3 separate regions of the Rattus norvegicus genome follow, and regions 1 and 3 are each linked to region 2. Evidence: chromatin contacts called from public Hi-C data. All regions are on one chromosome and are shown on one strand. The core of a region is the stretch at or near the end of the contact, and the rest is flanking DNA. Distances in the headings are between cores, read along the strand shown. Region 1 overlaps LOC134485837 (a long non-coding RNA gene). Region 2 overlaps Map3k1 (mitogen-activated protein kinase kinase kinase 1). Region 3 has its middle 230 kb from the start of Map3k1.

Evidence for each region. Hi-C and Micro-C count contacts between places; a contact is called where the count stands out from the background.
Region 1: a Hi-C map of liver shows a contact between it and region 2, with 2.0 times the contacts expected there. The contact joins two enhancer-like sites. A contact is called at or near these places in 2 of 12 Hi-C or Micro-C datasets (both in liver).
Region 3: a Hi-C map of liver shows a contact between it and region 2, with 3 times the contacts expected there. The contact joins two enhancer-like sites. A contact is called at or near these places in 3 of 12 Hi-C or Micro-C datasets (hepatocytes and liver).

The regions. Positions count from the first base shown.
Region 1 is chr2:45,262,934-45,265,633 of GRCr8, reverse strand. It overlaps LOC134485837 (a long non-coding RNA gene), which reads right to left. Exons shown (of 2, transcript XR_010064080.1): 2 at 1-2,700. Among named protein-coding and RNA genes, the nearest start is that of Map3k1, 120 kb to the right of the region's middle. Within about 2 kb of position 1,308, at least 19 of the 93 cell types and tissues checked have an H3K27ac peak or open chromatin away from gene starts, as enhancers often do. A contact at or near this core is called in liver, where this site is marked.
Region 2 is chr2:45,119,799-45,122,558 of GRCr8, reverse strand. All of the region lies in intron 2 of Map3k1 (mitogen-activated protein kinase kinase kinase 1), which reads left to right. Among named protein-coding and RNA genes, the nearest start is that of Map3k1, 27 kb to the left of the region's middle. Within about 2 kb of position 1,293, at least 8 of the 93 cell types and tissues checked have an H3K27ac peak or open chromatin away from gene starts, as enhancers often do. A contact at or near this core is called in liver, where this site is marked.
Region 3 is chr2:45,375,771-45,378,470 of GRCr8, reverse strand. No RefSeq gene overlaps it. Among named protein-coding and RNA genes, the nearest start is that of Map3k1, 230 kb to the right of the region's middle. Within about 2 kb of position 1,295, at least 10 of the 93 cell types and tissues checked have an H3K27ac peak or open chromatin away from gene starts, as enhancers often do. A contact at or near this core is called in liver, where this site is marked.

The DNA.
Region 1 (2,700 bases), core at 59-2,558, 140 kb before region 2:
ACACAGGACAACACTTTGCATGTTCAGTCCGTTAATCATTAAATATAACAAGAACTTCTCTTTTTATGTATACATAAAAATTCCGGTCTCCAAAACCAGCTGGCAAAAAGGAGTGGGGCGATCTACTCTAGTCTCACTGGCTACGTCAGACAGTTGACAGCCGTGTCTATGGCCACACTTGCAGGCAAGGTGTTTAGGCTTACCCAGAGAAACTCACATTTCCTATTCTTAGGTATCTACCAGCCGATCTAAATAATTTTGACTAGATATCAGTAGGCAGAACAGAGCACAGTTCCCTAACCTCCACTCCCCAGGAGTTCCTGCACTAATGATGCTAGTATTTCTCCCAAGCATCTCAAGGCCGGAAACAGAGGATCTTTTTACCAACACACAGAGGAAAAGCTGGGTGGGAAAATCACTGACGCTCAACCCAGTGACCCGGGCGAGAACAGCTTTCATCAGAAGCGAGGTGCAGAAGTGAGTAGATGAACGAGTTGAACTTTCTGGTCAAAGCCAGAAACATCGGTAAAGGCACACGTGGAACCTTCGCAGAACAGACAGCATCGGTGAGAATGCATGGTCCTTTACAGTAAATTCACTGTGGGAAACTAGTCAGGCCCAGCAAGCTGACAAGGGTCCCTTCACCCCTGTGCCAAGGACAGTTTGGCCAAAGGACATCTAGGGTGAAGGCCTCAGTCAGGGCTAATCTCCATATCCCGGAATAGTCCAGAGAACTCGTCCAACCTGCCAGTCTGCCTTGGGAGAAAAAAAAAAGCCTTTGGAATTCTTTGTCCAGCTCTGCTTGGTATACACTGGAATAATTCTTCTGGGACTTCTCTGGTGACCTAGTCTTCACTATAATGACATCCCTCAACAGATCCACCAGCCCTCAGATTCTCCCAGACACTAACTAATAATAGGTCCAATTAGAAGTGAAGATTCCAAACAGATGAGACACGAATTGATATACATGACATGGCTGCCACAGATCCATTTCTTCCCCTGGCAGAAAAGAGATCAAACTGACCTTGAGGAGGAAACCTCCTTTTCTGAACAGTTACCATGGCAACCGGAACCCTCTCTCTCCCCAGGGCACCTGCCCACAGGCTCCCACCGGCCAGCTGGTAGGGAGGGTGGATCGGCCACCTCTGTTCCAAGTCACTGTGCTCATTTGACCAACAAAGGTGCCAACGGTGCCAGTTGGCCTCGTGATATGGATACCTGCCCACGAGGCATTGGCCCAAACATTGGGGACTTTCACAGAGGCCAGCCAACAGCTGGCAGGCAGGAACTACCAGGTCATTGTCATCTGGGGCTGAATTGGAACGTGCATACAAGACACAAAGGCTGTGTCTGTAACCACAGCATCTCTCCCTCCCAAGAGGTGTGTTTTCAGCACCAGATCCTCTGCTCTGGGAGGGGCGTGTGGCTGAAGGTGCCTTTTAGAGGCCCCGCCCACCCAGCCTTTTTTAGGGGCGCCCTGCCTTTAAGCACGGTGGTGTAGAAAAGCGTTTCCTGCCCCATGTCTCGTTTTATTGCAAATGAGAAGGTTCGCCATAAGTCACCCCAGGCCAGTGGGTTCAGAGGTAGAGCCGGTAACCAGAAGCCATGCAGACTTCCTCTCCTGGCCCCACACCAAGGCCTCCAAGGATCTCTTGTCACATGAGGTTAGTGTAGTTTCACATCCTCTAAGCAAAGCTCTGTCGAAACTCTCTAGTATCACATGGCATTGGCTCAAAGCAACCACCTCACTCAGCTGCTGGCTCCCTGTTCCAAGAGTGGATCAGGAGACCTGGGTTCCAGTTTCAACTCAACCTGCATGACCTTGACAAGAACCAGTCCTCAACCTTGCATCAGAAAACCAAGTGGTCAGAGTTTCTAACCTTAGGGTCCATTTCCTCTCCTCCGCATTACCCTCTCTACCTCAGTTAAAAAAAATTATTTTATATTTACTTACTTACTTACTTACTTACTTACTTTGGAATTCTTGATTATAGAGTCAGGGTTTTTCTGTGCTGCCCTGGCTGTCCTGGAACTCACTCTGTAGACCAGGCTGACCTTGAACTCAGAGATCCACCTGCCTCTGCCTCCTGAGTGCTGGGATTAAAGGCATGTTCAACCACCGCCCAGCATTTCTGATGCTAACCCAAGAATCTCCAAAGACTGGTGTACATTATTTCAACTGTTCAAAATCAGACATCTCGAAAATATTAAGTCAAGCGAAGGAATCTTTATATATAAGAGAGCACATGTTTTATGGTTGTAATATGAAATTCCCAGACTAACGAATGGTAAGACACAAACATACACACAGACGCACATACATGCTCTCACACGAATAGCTGTGGATTGCCTCAGGGAGTGTGGTAGGACCAGGAGTTACTTGGGAAGAGGAACAAAAGAACTTTGTGAGTTGAGAGTATACATTGTCCCTGGTTGTGTTTATGTCACCCAATCTTTGTCAGAACTCATGGACTACTGTTCGTCGGATGGATTGAACGGTGGAATGGCGTTAGAAGAATGAAGTGTAGGTTGTAGAATCCGTGAGCATTTGGGTGTTCCTGACAAAACGCTATAATGAGTTCCCCCTTCTCTCCACCCCATCTCTCTTTCCTGACACTTGGCCTTTTTCCTAGTAAATGAGTCAATGGGACAGGCGATATAGCTGCTGTCCTACGATGACTAATCACTCTATGCCCA
Region 2 (2,760 bases), core at 44-2,543:
TTAGCTCTTGAAGGCAGTGAACTTTGTGATCACTTAAGCCCTACATTAACATCTAAGGCAGCTGGGGTCAGGTTCTTCTCTGGAAGGAATATTGGCTGTTGAAATGGGGTCCGTAAGCAGACCCAGAACAGATTTCTGTAGTGTGTTCCATGGTGCAGGACCTCCGCACGCCGAACAGTTGAGAAGGCTGTTGTGGGCCTTTCCTGCCATGCACCCAGGCTTTCGTTGAAGGCTCTGAGACAGGCGCAGTGAACAGGCTCACCTGTTTGTCCCAGCTAGTATTTCCTGCCTGCCCACAGATGTGGCATTTGGGATCATAAAGCATTATCTCTTCAGAGGGCGTGACCCTTTTGTAGTTTGTACACTTTAATACTTTCCTCCTTCAGAGGTTCTGTGTCTGCTCCTCCCACTATTGACAATTGTTCAGGCACCACCACCTCAGTAGATCTTTCTAGACCTTTCTGTTGGTGAAGTTAACAATGATCGATCCTACTGCAGCAATGGGGTACTTTCGTATTTCTGGGACAACAGAGGTGATGTTTTTCTTGATTCTCTTAAACAATGTCCAGTGTACCTTTGTGCATTTATTTTTATCCTTCTGCCTGAGCCATTGCCTACATGGGCAGGCGTGCCACTCACCAAGTAGAGTGGTCTGCTAGCCTTTCAGGAACCTGTTAGTCTTCTACTTTGAGCATCCTACCTAGCATCCCTTCCCGCCCACCAGAAGGAAGGACAGTAGCCCTGGCTATCCCTCACGGTGCAAAGAAATTCTCTTAGCAAAGGCTATAAAAGAGTTTTGCATTCCACTTCAGTATTAAAATTTCTGGACATTTAAACCACATTAAAGGGTTTTATTACCGTAGAAAACAGTTGTTCAAAGTGCCATATATTGAACTTTGAGCCACTCTCCCTAAGACCTGAGATGGGAGTCTGTAATAACAATTGCTTCCCTCATAATAACAGCCTTGTTCACTGACTCTCTTAAAAGATGGCGCACATTTGGACAACATCCCAAAGGAAATCTAAACTTGGGATCATCATGAGGTAAAGCAGAACAGAGAAAGAGCAGTCACTATCTCTGCCAGTTGCCTGCCTCCTGACACCGGCTCCGGTCAGTGCTCCCTGTGGAGCTCTGGCAGGAGGTAGCAGGCTGCCTTAGTGAGATCCGCACCACACACACGTGGTAGAGATCCAGCCTGCTCCTCTACTGAAGTGTGAGATCTCATTAGGCTTGGCCACCACTCTCTGGCGAACCGGCCCAGGCCTGGATGTGTCAAGTAGCACAGAGGGGCGGAGTTCTTGAGAGGAAGTAGACAGCCAAACACTGTTTTTAAAAAAGTGCATCCTTTTCCTCGCTCACTAAGGAAAAGGACGCACGTAGCTTCCCATTCTCCCTTCCCCAAAGCTTCTAACGGTCCTCTGTCAAGCATCAAGGACACAGCCAGGAAAAACAGAAACATTGTAAATATCAAAAGGATACAAGCTTTCATGGGTGTTTGTTGGAAAGGAACAAATGGGAAATAAGACTGTTGATCCTAAACTCCCTTAGAAAACTTTGGGCACTCAGAGAGTTATTTGCATTAAACCCAACAGCGTTTCCGGATTCCTGCAGAAAAGCATTTGGAAGTACTGTGACCAAGATCATTTCTTTGATGTGTGAAAAAGGCTTTAACTCAGTTTTAATAAGTGCATAATTGATGCAGTTCTGCTGCCTTCTAGAGACTTGGGCCCAGCAAGAGCTCAGTGAGGAAAGGTACTTGCTAGGAAGCCTGGCAACCTCAGTTCGTCCCTGGACCCACACGGGGACAGAGAGAGCCAACCTGCATCTCTGTGCATATGTGAAGGTACACACACGGTAAATAAATATAAAAGATGTTAGAAAGACTCGGACATGCAGTTGACTTCATAGACTTCATAAGTTACAGGTGATTGACAAGTATGGAGGGGAGGGGAAGCCACATAGTCCTATTCACTTTTTAAAAATTGACATAAGAGAAATGGATTAGCACTTAAGATGTTTGCCACAGAAGCCTTGACCACCTGATTTCAACTCCTGGAATCCACTTAAAAGCCAGATAAAGTTGTCTGAATCTCTAATCCCCGAAGTCCTGTGGCAAGGTGGAATTGGGGACAGGAAGGCCAGCGAGGCGCTGTAGGCCAGCTAGCCTGTGGAGCAGAGGAAGTGACCAGACAAGAAGGACCTGCCTCGAAGCCGAGGTGGACACCCGATTCCTGACGTGTGGACCAGGGTACACACATGCTACTACTGGTGCCCACATATACATGCAGGTACAAATACACACATGTATCCACTGGCACTTATATGCATACGTACATGCTGGCATTGATACAGGCACGCACACCCATGTACATGCCAGCACTCATACACACAGTTATTTTGAAAAGTGGTTTTTGCTGGATAGTAGCTCTGACATTAATAGTCTCTGTTATTAAATGGGCATGGTGGGTTTTCAAACAGTGTTACCAAGAATACTCATGTAGAAATAGGAAGACCCTTGGGTATCCTGTTTCTCTTTGAAGTTGTTTGCATGTTCCCTCGGGCACTAATCTGTGGTGGAGTCCCAGGCTGTGAGGGCTGTGGCTATTACACGCATTGTTTCTCTAGGTCTGTTAATTAGAAATGATGGCCATGGTGTCTTGTTGTAAGGTTTGCACACATTGCACAGGAAAGAGCCTGCTCCCAAGCACTCTCTCCTGGGTCAGTCAGTGAGCCTCAGTTTGCAGTGTGGCTGCTTTGCT
Region 3 (2,700 bases), core at 46-2,545, 260 kb before region 2:
CACATATACACACACATGCACATACACACGCACATATACACACATGCACATACACACATACATACACATACATGCGCACGCACACATGCACATACACACACATACACACATATACACACATGCACATACACAGACTTACATACACACACACATGCACACATACACACATACATGCACATACACACACATACACCTACACACATACACACACGAACACATACACACATACACATACATACACACATGTACACACACATGCACACATGCACACACACACACACACATACACATATACATCCTTTAGTAAATACATATATACATATATACGTAATGTTCTTCCAGCCATCCCTTTGCTAGGCGATAGTTACCTACTCTGATCAATAAACTGCTATTGCCAAAATACACTAATGTTTCAAAGGTCTACAAGCATGATGTAGCATGCTGTGGAGCAAGAACACAGCCACCTTTTAGCCTTTGACCCGTTCCTACTTAGCCAATAAATTTTGGTTGTCACCTGGAGGGGAGCAATTTCCTCATGTCTCTAGGCACTGGTCCAAGGGTCTAAGTTGTGTCATTAAGTTTTCCAAACCAATAGCAGTTGTATGAGGAAGCTGCAGTTTTGAGTGGAAGTTTGTGTTGACCTTGGGGGAATTCCCAGGATTGGACCTGGAGGGCCAGGGAGGTCTCGTGGGGGCGGGGCAGGGGCGGGGCCATCCATCGGGTGGAACCTAGAGGGCTGTCCTTACAGACTGAACTCTCTCCTGGAGATGAGTCATAAGACCAAAAGAAGGTGTGTCGGCGCCTGCCTGCCTGCCTGCCTGCCTGACTGACTAGAGGAATCCCTTATATGGCTCTTGTTTTGCTGACAGGTAGTATGTTCCTGGACGTGAAACTTGTTTTCAAGTAGGTCTTCAGACGCCATTCACAGAATGCTTGTTTTGCTTTGTTTCACAAAGTATTGTTTCGGGAAGACAGCTCTTCACCCCCACCCCCTTTTTAACTAGCAACTTCCCTCTGGACTTGTGTAGCTAACAGAACTTCTTACATACCTCAGTGTCCAAAGCTAAGAGTGTGGAGTGTTCTTCCTCCCCACAAATAGACCACGTTCCCAGAGAGAGGGCTCCTCTAGTAGACAGTGAGAGCATTTGGAGCCTGCTTAACCCATGGCTCAGTGCTTACCTGCACCAAAGCCGTGCAGCGACCTGGAGCCTTTCACGTCTTCCCTCCTGACATCATGACACTTGAGCTGCTGTAGTTAAGAAAGCCTGGCAGGTCCCAATATCGTGGAGAGGGCCCAGAGGGCCAATCACAGTCCCAGAATGGACACTGAGGTCAACATGGCCCTGTGTGACGAAGGTAGATCATAGACCACACACTTGGCCTTCTGCCTGTTGGCTCTGTCCCCACCCCTTACCTAGAAAACTCCAACCTATCACCAATCAAATTCAAGATGCCTGCCTGATCCCAGATTTTCCCCATGTTCTCCGTGGGAACTTGTATATGTCCATGTTCTTTAACTTGCTCCATCGTGTCCATGTCACCCTGAAGGTAGTCAATGTCTCATTCACTCCAAGGATAAGAAGAGTGGGTGAAGGGTTACAAGTTACCCACCACCACCTGGTTCCCACCAGCAGGCAGGTGGCTGAGCTAAACTAGACTGTAACTTTCTGGGAGGGCACCCGTGTTCTGTTTCCCCACAGCCCAGTGCCTCCTAACAACCAACGAAGCAAAGTTCCTGCCACTCCGAAGGTCAAGGAGAAAATCGAAGGGAGTCATCTGCTTCCTATGTTTTCTGCAATACTTGGAAACTAAAACCAACACATACTTAGCTATTTGGTGGAGGGCTTGCAATGGATTTCACTGGGCTAACAGAGAGTCTGTCACTCTACCTGGAGGGAGAGGAGCCATCTTCTTGTCATTTCTAGTTTCTCATGACCACCTGCACTCTTTGTTCACATTTCCAAAGTCTTTGCCATATAAGGAAACAGGCTCACAGGTTCTGGGGATGAGGGTGAAGACATCCTTGTAAGGTATTGACTCAGCCAGCCACAGGGGGCTGCTCTTTAATTTCCCTTGGAGAACTAGGAATAGCTGCCAACATACATTTTTACATAAGTCCTCTTCCCTCACCTCTGCTCAAACTTTCCTTTCTCCTTGGCAGGAAAGCAGGTCTACAAAGACACACGGGTCACGTGGAACTCCTTCTAGAAGAGAGGTTCTGCAGTATGCCGTAGGGCCCACTAGGTCCACCATCTTTCCTGTGAAAGTGGTAGAAAAAGAGAATTCAGGGTTCTCAAGCAGCAGGTAACACAAGGTTCATACATTAGCTTCATTGATTTGTCAGGATGTCTGAGGTAAGAGAGCCTACCTGTCACCTCTAAACCACCCTCTTGAACTTGAGCTGCAAACCCCAACTATTTCACTATTGTGTCCCATTGCACCCGATAGCTACTCCATTTCTTGGTCTCCACAAGGCCCTGCAAAATGTCACTTGTGCCCTGCACATTCCCAATCTTAACCCTTGTCACAGCTGCCCATCCACCGAATTCCAGCCAGTACCACGTGGTCTATAAATGGACTCCTCATTTCCGCAGAAGTAGCCACCACGTTCCTCGTGCCTTCTGTTCATGGGCCATGCGTGGTGGTTTTGTTAGCCCACTTCCGCTAAAGCCTCCGTTTCCAGAACACACAGGCTTTCTC